Regions from separate parts of the Xenopus tropicalis genome. Here region 2 is linked to region 1. A link is a contact called in public Hi-C data. All regions are on one chromosome and are shown on one strand. The core of a region is the stretch at or near the end of the contact, and the rest is flanking DNA. Distances in the headings are between cores, read along the strand shown. Region 1 overlaps c15orf41 (chromosome 15 open reading frame 41). Region 2 has its middle 8.3 kb from the start of c15orf41.

The links. A called contact is a pair of places that touch in the nucleus more often than the background predicts.
Region 2: a Hi-C map of neurula embryo shows a contact between it and region 1, with 2.0 times the contacts expected there. The contact joins two enhancer-like sites. A contact is called at or near these places in 2 of 5 Hi-C or Micro-C datasets (gastrula embryo and neurula embryo).

The regions. Positions count from the first base shown.
Region 1 is chr8:111,394,179-111,397,935 of UCB_Xtro_10.0, reverse strand. The region is part of intron 6 of c15orf41 (chromosome 15 open reading frame 41); the gene reads left to right. Among named protein-coding and RNA genes, the nearest start is that of c15orf41, 40 kb to the left of the region's middle. Within about 2 kb of position 2,010, at least 1 of the 11 cell types and tissues checked has an H3K27ac peak or open chromatin away from gene starts, as enhancers often do. A contact at or near this core is called in neurula embryo, where this site is marked.
Region 2 is chr8:111,442,819-111,446,348 of UCB_Xtro_10.0, reverse strand. No RefSeq gene overlaps it. Among named protein-coding and RNA genes, the nearest start is that of c15orf41, 8.3 kb to the right of the region's middle. Within about 2 kb of position 2,153, at least 2 of the 11 cell types and tissues checked have an H3K27ac peak or open chromatin away from gene starts, as enhancers often do. A contact at or near this core is called in neurula embryo, where this site is marked.

The DNA.
Region 1 (3,757 bases), core at 761-3,260:
CTGCTTGCGAGTGCTCGGCTGGCGTTGTTACTTTGTCCTTCCGCCCTGGAATCCTTCTGCCGCACAGCTATGTCGGCGCTGGGGAGAGGGTAGGAGGAAATACTCTGCTGCTACTAATAATAATAAAAAAATAAAATGAGAGGAGATGAAAAGAGCCGCGCTGCAGGAGGAGGTTCAAACTTAAATTAATTTGCTACTGAAAAAATACATTTTGTTATTTTCTCCGTGTCAACTGCATGATTAAAACTGGCTGTTAAGTGAGCTCAGGGGATCTTCTCGTAAAAGATTTATGAGTAATGTTCAGTGCAATATTCAAAGTGAGCCATGAATATCAGGGTAATTGCTCTCTCTGCTGCTTCTTTTACTAGGCACGAGTTTGTCAACTACGCCATAAATATTTGCCTAGTCTGGTGAAAAAAAGACAGTTCTATCGCCTGCATTTTTTATTACCTGGTGTTATGTTTACCTTTGGAGTCCCGCCTTTAGGCACATAGGTAATCTAACAATAAAGAAAAGAGACAGCCAACGATTCTGCGTGGATTTCATCTATTCTGCTTTTTTCTTTTAGTGCCGTTACACCGTGCTGCTTTTAACGTACCGTTGTAGGCTTCAGTGTGGAAAGTTAAAGCCTGCCATTCAGTGCATTAGTGCTGCTAACGAGGGGAAAAGCAGCAGTCAGTACTAAACTACAACTCCCAGAATGCCTGGCAGTGGGACTAAAATGGTTTATCTGCACAAGTCTGAGCATGCAAAAGCAGCAATTACATTTTTTCATCTCTATAGTTTCAAAAAGAAATAGTAATAAAAATGTACTTTCTATGTTCTACATTTTACTACATTAAATCATACCCCTAAAGCTTAAATGGCACAGAGTTGGCACACCCTAGTCTCAAATTTAAAGGGTTCAGTAGAACAAGACTAGATTTCTGTGCATTTCCCATCGTTTGAGGGTTAAGTTGGGTTATGAATAAAGAGAGTAAATAGAGATAACGGGCAGAGGCCTCTTCTTGTAATCGCCGGTGCTGTGGCCATGACCCGGTGTTTCATTGGGAAGTTATGTACATCTATATCTCTTTGCCTTCTCCGCTTTTGACACGGCTCCTTGTAAAGATGTGGGAATATAACATTTTATGCCCAGCATGCTGTAATGCGCCGACGCTTTGTGAGCAAATCACATGATGTCAGAACAGCATGGCTTTCGATTTAATCAAGAAAGAGATTAAAGTGAATGTGTCTCCGCTCCCTCCCTCCCTCTCCACAAGTCTGCCGCAGCATAGCCATTTGTCAACGTCAGTCGGTCTGATTGCTTTGGACCTACTGTTATCCGACTGCCATCAGCCAGCACAAGGGCAAAGCAGGCAGATTAGCCCATATAAGACCCAGTAAAGCAAAATTCATTGAGTGGGGTAATTGCAAAGTTAATAGACTGACCATATATATTTTATGGCTATTACTCTATTCGTATACACTCCTTGAGTCAGTTGTCCTTTGCATTTCCTGTGAGCGTATGTAGGTGCATATGTGTTTATTTATATCAGTATAGTTTATATATATCATTTTTCATTACCTCTCATTTGTTCACTTATTAATATACATATATGTTATTGCATTGTACTAAAAGTTGGTCCTCATAATGTATTGTACTCGGCATATTCCTTTTTATTGGATCCCCTTTCTTCAGAATAATATTTACGCAGTATTCTTCACACTCCCCGCCGCCGCTATAAATTTGCTTAATAATATTGATTTCCCTTTACGCTGGAAAATATTTGTAATGTTTGAACTGTAAATACAGCTTTTTCTATAAAAAAAAAAAAAAAGGAAGCAGTGTTTTTTTTTTAAGCACTAGCCTGTATAGTGTTAAATAAGTGCCTTTATTATGCATAGGGGATCCTGTATAATATCTTTGAATATTCTGTCACTGACTGATTCCTTTGAGGTGCACCTTTTCCCACTGACCTCATTCCTGCCTTGGCGATAAATGGGGGCTTTGTTTGTGCTGCCTGGGCTGCACGAGCCCTTGTACACTCTGTGTCACACTAGCATTCCCTCCCACATTCCTCAGCATCTCAATAATTTCAATTCCGACTGTAGCAGAGCCTCCTAATAATAATTAAACACAATACAATTAAAATGATGAATGCCTTTTCTTCCACTGCTTGCTCAGCAATATGTAGACAGTATCTGTCCCAATTATATGGCTTATAAAACCACAAGTGGCAGAAGGAGCCGTATTTAAGAGACTCCGGGTTGTGTGCCTGGTCTGTGTATGTGCCTCCCTGGAGAGGTGTATTACCTGCACATGATTGATTTGACGGGTGCTCCTTTTTATGCAGTTTGGGCTATTTTGTGTGACTGGTGTTTTAGCTTATTATGGTTATAGCTATTTTAATACCTTGCTGTCAGAGTGAAATATTTTATGCAGAGAGTAAAATACCTTTATATAATATTATACATATTTATCATATGGTGTATGTGTGTATGTTTATATAGTTATATGTGCTGTTTGTGTATGCAAATCAGTGTTACAAGAGTTTGTATATATATATATATGTGCACATATAAACAGTATGTATAAATCTGTATATTTGTTTGGGCACAAGCATTTGCAACCAGTACAAATCTCAATCTGATATCATTTGTGGTGCTTATGGTTATTCCAATAGCATTCCCCCTTCCTGCAAGAAGAATAATCATGACATGTAGAAGCTTTTACTCATATTGGAGCAACCTTAAATAGAGGGATCAGTATCTGGAATATTTTAGTCTGCACTGCATCCCTCACCTTTTAGATTGTAAGCCTTTGTGAGCAGGCTCTCTGATACCATTTTTATTCTGTAACACTTGTTTGTTGTTATTATTATTTTTATTCGACCATGGTTTGTCGAGTGCTTTTGCACTATATAAATAAATTATGATAATTTGAAAATAAGTTGTTGATAACATGCCCTGGTAGCATAAATACATTGTTCTATTGTACATAAAGTATAATTTTATTATTTGGGATATCTCCGTTATTATTACAAGCCTAACCTTGCAATGAGTGAATGCGTTATTTAAGCAGCAGTGCAGTGTTTGCCCTGGTACCCACTTTTAAGGCTGGTTTTCCCTGTAGGACACAATCTATTATTATTATTAAAATATATTTGTAAAGCTCCAACATATTCTGTGGCATTGTACAATAAATGGTTGAATGCACTGAAAATACAGAATTACATACAAAACAACCAATAATCATGTTGTCCAAAAGAGCTTACAATCTAAAAATCTGTTGTTACTATCTCTATAATTTCCCCATAGCAGGAGCAGAATATATTCCCACAACACCTTGTGTCCAGAGATACCAGGTCACAGCACCACCTGGAGGGCCCTGATTATTAAGAACTAACATCTCTCATTGTTCTTGGTGAGAATAAAAGATATTTACCTATGAGCATTTGCTGCTTGTTATGGCATATAATAATTGTGCCTATAAAAATGATCAGTACATTAATTAATTAATTTTTTTTTTTTCTTTTTTCTATTTTAGTCCTTGATTTTTTTTTTAAGAAGCATCATGGTTTGGTGCAACATCATCTCATGTCTTCTTTCTGCTGGCTTTTGAAACTAACTTCACCCACTCATTCCGCCGGTACAGCTATTCCTCTCTTTGTCATTTAACGGCAGGGTAGGTCGGAGCGGAAATCTTGTTACTCCGCTAGGATGTGCACTGAAACAGTTCTCTGTATGCTAAATGCCTCCTTATTTTATTTTTTTG
Region 2 (3,530 bases), core at 904-3,403, 48 kb before region 1:
CATATTTAAACATATGCCCATGATATATGTGCCACTGTAATTGACCTTAATCTCTCTGCTTTCCTGACAGCCGTCACCGAGTATTGACAGAGCAAACGGAAGTGACAAAGTGAGGGGCAAAGTGTAACCTTTCGTTTATCTTTAGATCCCTCAAGACTAGGGTAGGTTTATCCTGCAACAAATAAAGCAGCCTGCCAACTTCACTTCTTCCATTTCCTGGCCTCCCCCCATTAACCACTCAGCTCCTAAATATGCTGAATTCACTATAGGGACCACAGGTGAAAAAACCCTTAAATCTTGCCTATCAGCCTTTCTGTAAAAGAGTAAGTGAAAGCAATTATTACACTGCTGGGCAGTAAAAGAGTTAAATGCAATGAAGATACATCTGTGTATTTTTTTAAGGAGTAGCTTTATAATAAATACAAGTATTTGTTTTTTGCTTGAAATCAATGTCTGTTTGAAATAATAAAATTGATTTCTTAGGTCAATACTTTAAAATTGGTCATGCATACAATAAAGCCCCCACACTGCATGGCGAAAGGTACCTGTTTATTATTTAATAAGATATTATTATGAGACTGCAGAGACTGATCTATGTGTTTCATACATGAATGAGATATATTTAGAAATGTATGCACGGCTAATAAACATTATATAGCTAACTGGAAACCAATGCAGCCTGCAGGAGAAGGTAAGAAAAGCGCACCAGCCTAGGTTACTGGTGTAGTGAGTGCCACGCCACTATCTTCTCACCTGTGCCATGAATCCCTTGCTTCTGCCCTAGGATATGTGTGCATCTACAGTACAGTTAAATCAGACCTTAGACACCAAAAGTCAATGTTTGTTCTACTGACCATGTGCAAAGCTCAGGCAGCAGCAAGGAATCCATGGGACAGATAAAAATCCATGGCCCTTACTAGAATGCTACCCTGGCCCAGTGCGTTTTTCATTGAAGACTTGCCCCAGCCTGGGGTCTGAGATAAGAGACTATAATTAGTGATGGGCGAAATGTTTTGCCAGGCATGGATTCGCGGCGAATTTCCGCGTTTCGCCATTGGCGGATTGTTTCGCGAAACGGATGAAAAAATTAGCCGCAGAAAAATTCGCCGTACGTCCAAAAATTGTCACCGGCGTCAAAAAAGAATAGTCGCGGACGTCAAAAGAATAGCCGCGCGACAAAATAATAGCCACGGGCGAAGAAACAATAGCCGCGCGACAAAATAATAGCCGCGGGCGACAAAATAATAACCGCGGGCGACAAAACAATAGCCGCGCGCGACGAAACAATAGCCGCGCAACAAAATAATAGCCGCGGGCAACGAAACAATAGGCGCACGACAAAATAATAGCCGCGGGCAACAAAACAATAGCCGCGCGACAAAATAATAGCCGCGGGCGACGAAACAATAGCCGCGCGACAAAATAATAGCCGCGGGCGACAATTTTTTTTTGTCGCACAACATTTTTGCCGTTTCGCCTATTTTTCGCCGTTTCGCGGATCTTTTGAAAGATTCGCAAATTTTTTGTCGAAGCGAAACGGAACAGATTCGCTCATCACTAACTATTATAACTACTGTATTTGACACTCCCCAGTGATTTGCAATATTGTTACTTTAAAAGTGGGCACTATCTGAATTACGACAAACATAAACAAATGGAGGGATTAATACAATGAAGCCTGTGTAGTCTGTTTTGCTGGAGACTGGCTGTATCAAAGATATTGTACATATAAATGGACCAATATTTGTCAGAGAGACCAACATTTTGCTATATGATTGTATATTCTATTAAAAACTGTACTGACTACCATGAAAGACAATAGATTCTACATTCTTAAAAACTTGGTGGATGTGTATAAACACTCTATTCCCATACATCACACAAATGTCCATTCAAAGTGTTCAGAACACATACTGGTATGACAGAAAATCTATTAGGCAACACTCATCAATCTCTCATTGCTCTGTCTCTTAGCCTTGGGCACTGAAATTCATTGTTGGCTTCAACATAAGATGGCCATACACGGTAGTGATGTGTGAGTCGACTTTTTGTAGACCCAAGCCAAAATCTAACACCTCCACTTCTGACCCACACCCAGGCCAACATGATGAGCTGTTGATCTTTATATACTTGCAACAGACCCGACCCTTTCTGACGTAAATGAGGTGGGAGGGGTAGACATCCTGATGGTGCAGGGGGGGGGGGGCGTGGGGAAATTCTGCCTCACCACTCACTTGCAACCATCACAAAACAGTGATTGGATGGCCTGAACCCGCCGGACTTGTGGGTTTTGGGTTGGCCCGCACATCACTAATGCACAGGTTTAAAAAATTTGCCAACTTGGTCCTTCAAGATACAGCAGCATATTAGCCTGTGTAAGGGGCCTGGGATGGGATCAGAACTGCATTGGCGCATCTATAAGTTCCTCATCAATGTTTGATTGGCCCAATTTGGCCCTGCATATGGGTGGCCCAATCAGGCACAGATACACTTGTTTAGCGAGTGTTGGATGATGAACCTTGGACAATGAATGTTAGTCAGGTAAGAACAGGGGACTGCAGACTCACATGTTGGAATCTGCGAAGTCAGAATTATTGCATTGCCCTGAGGCCCCCTAGTATGTAGCATGTGAATTACATTTGCACAGAATTTTCAGACATTTCAAGATATGCAAATATGAACCCATACTGAATATAACAATTTCCAGCATAACCCAGTCACATAAGTTCTATTTGCGTCCTTAAAGCTGATATAAATCCAAAAATAACATTCTGCATAAACAGAGAAAATGCTAATCTAAGCAACTTTCCTATACACATTCATTACACATTTTCAGTGGTTTTGAAGTTATTTGTAAATGAAATTGCTATAGAAAGCTGTATTATTCTCTGCTGTAGTGGTTCTGACTATTGAAAAAGTGTAGCTGAAGCCTGTGAAAAAGCACGTAAGGCTGACTTCTGCTATAGAACCAACAGAACAGAAGTGCAGAACCAGTTAGAAAAAGACTACTTTTAATAGCAATTACATTTACAAAAAACTTTATAAAAAGTGAAAATTTGTAAAGAAGTTATACTGAAAAGTTGATTAGAATTGTACTTTCTTTCATTAGGCAACATTTTATTGCTGAGTTTACACCTCCATTAAAATGTGCATTACTGCCCATAATATTTACAGGCTCCACTGTGTAATAGCTTTTCCAGGAATATTTATAATGTTTCCAGTGTTGCTGACATTATGCATTATTGGTAGGGGTTTGTTCATGTGTAACCAGTCGAAAAGTTTGTGACATGGGACTGACACATCACCTCACATCAATGCCCATATGCAGTCAGACTGCATATTTGTTTTATAGTCTGGTTGTTAAAGATTATTCCATAAAATGAGGGCAAAGAAGGCCGAACTTTCTCTGATCATGCCCCAATATTCGGGGGTAATGCTTCCTTCTCTGCTCAGTGTACTATTAGCCACCATCACAACAGGGCCAACACTTTTAGCTGTCAAAAGGCTCAACTGAAAACACTTAACATTAT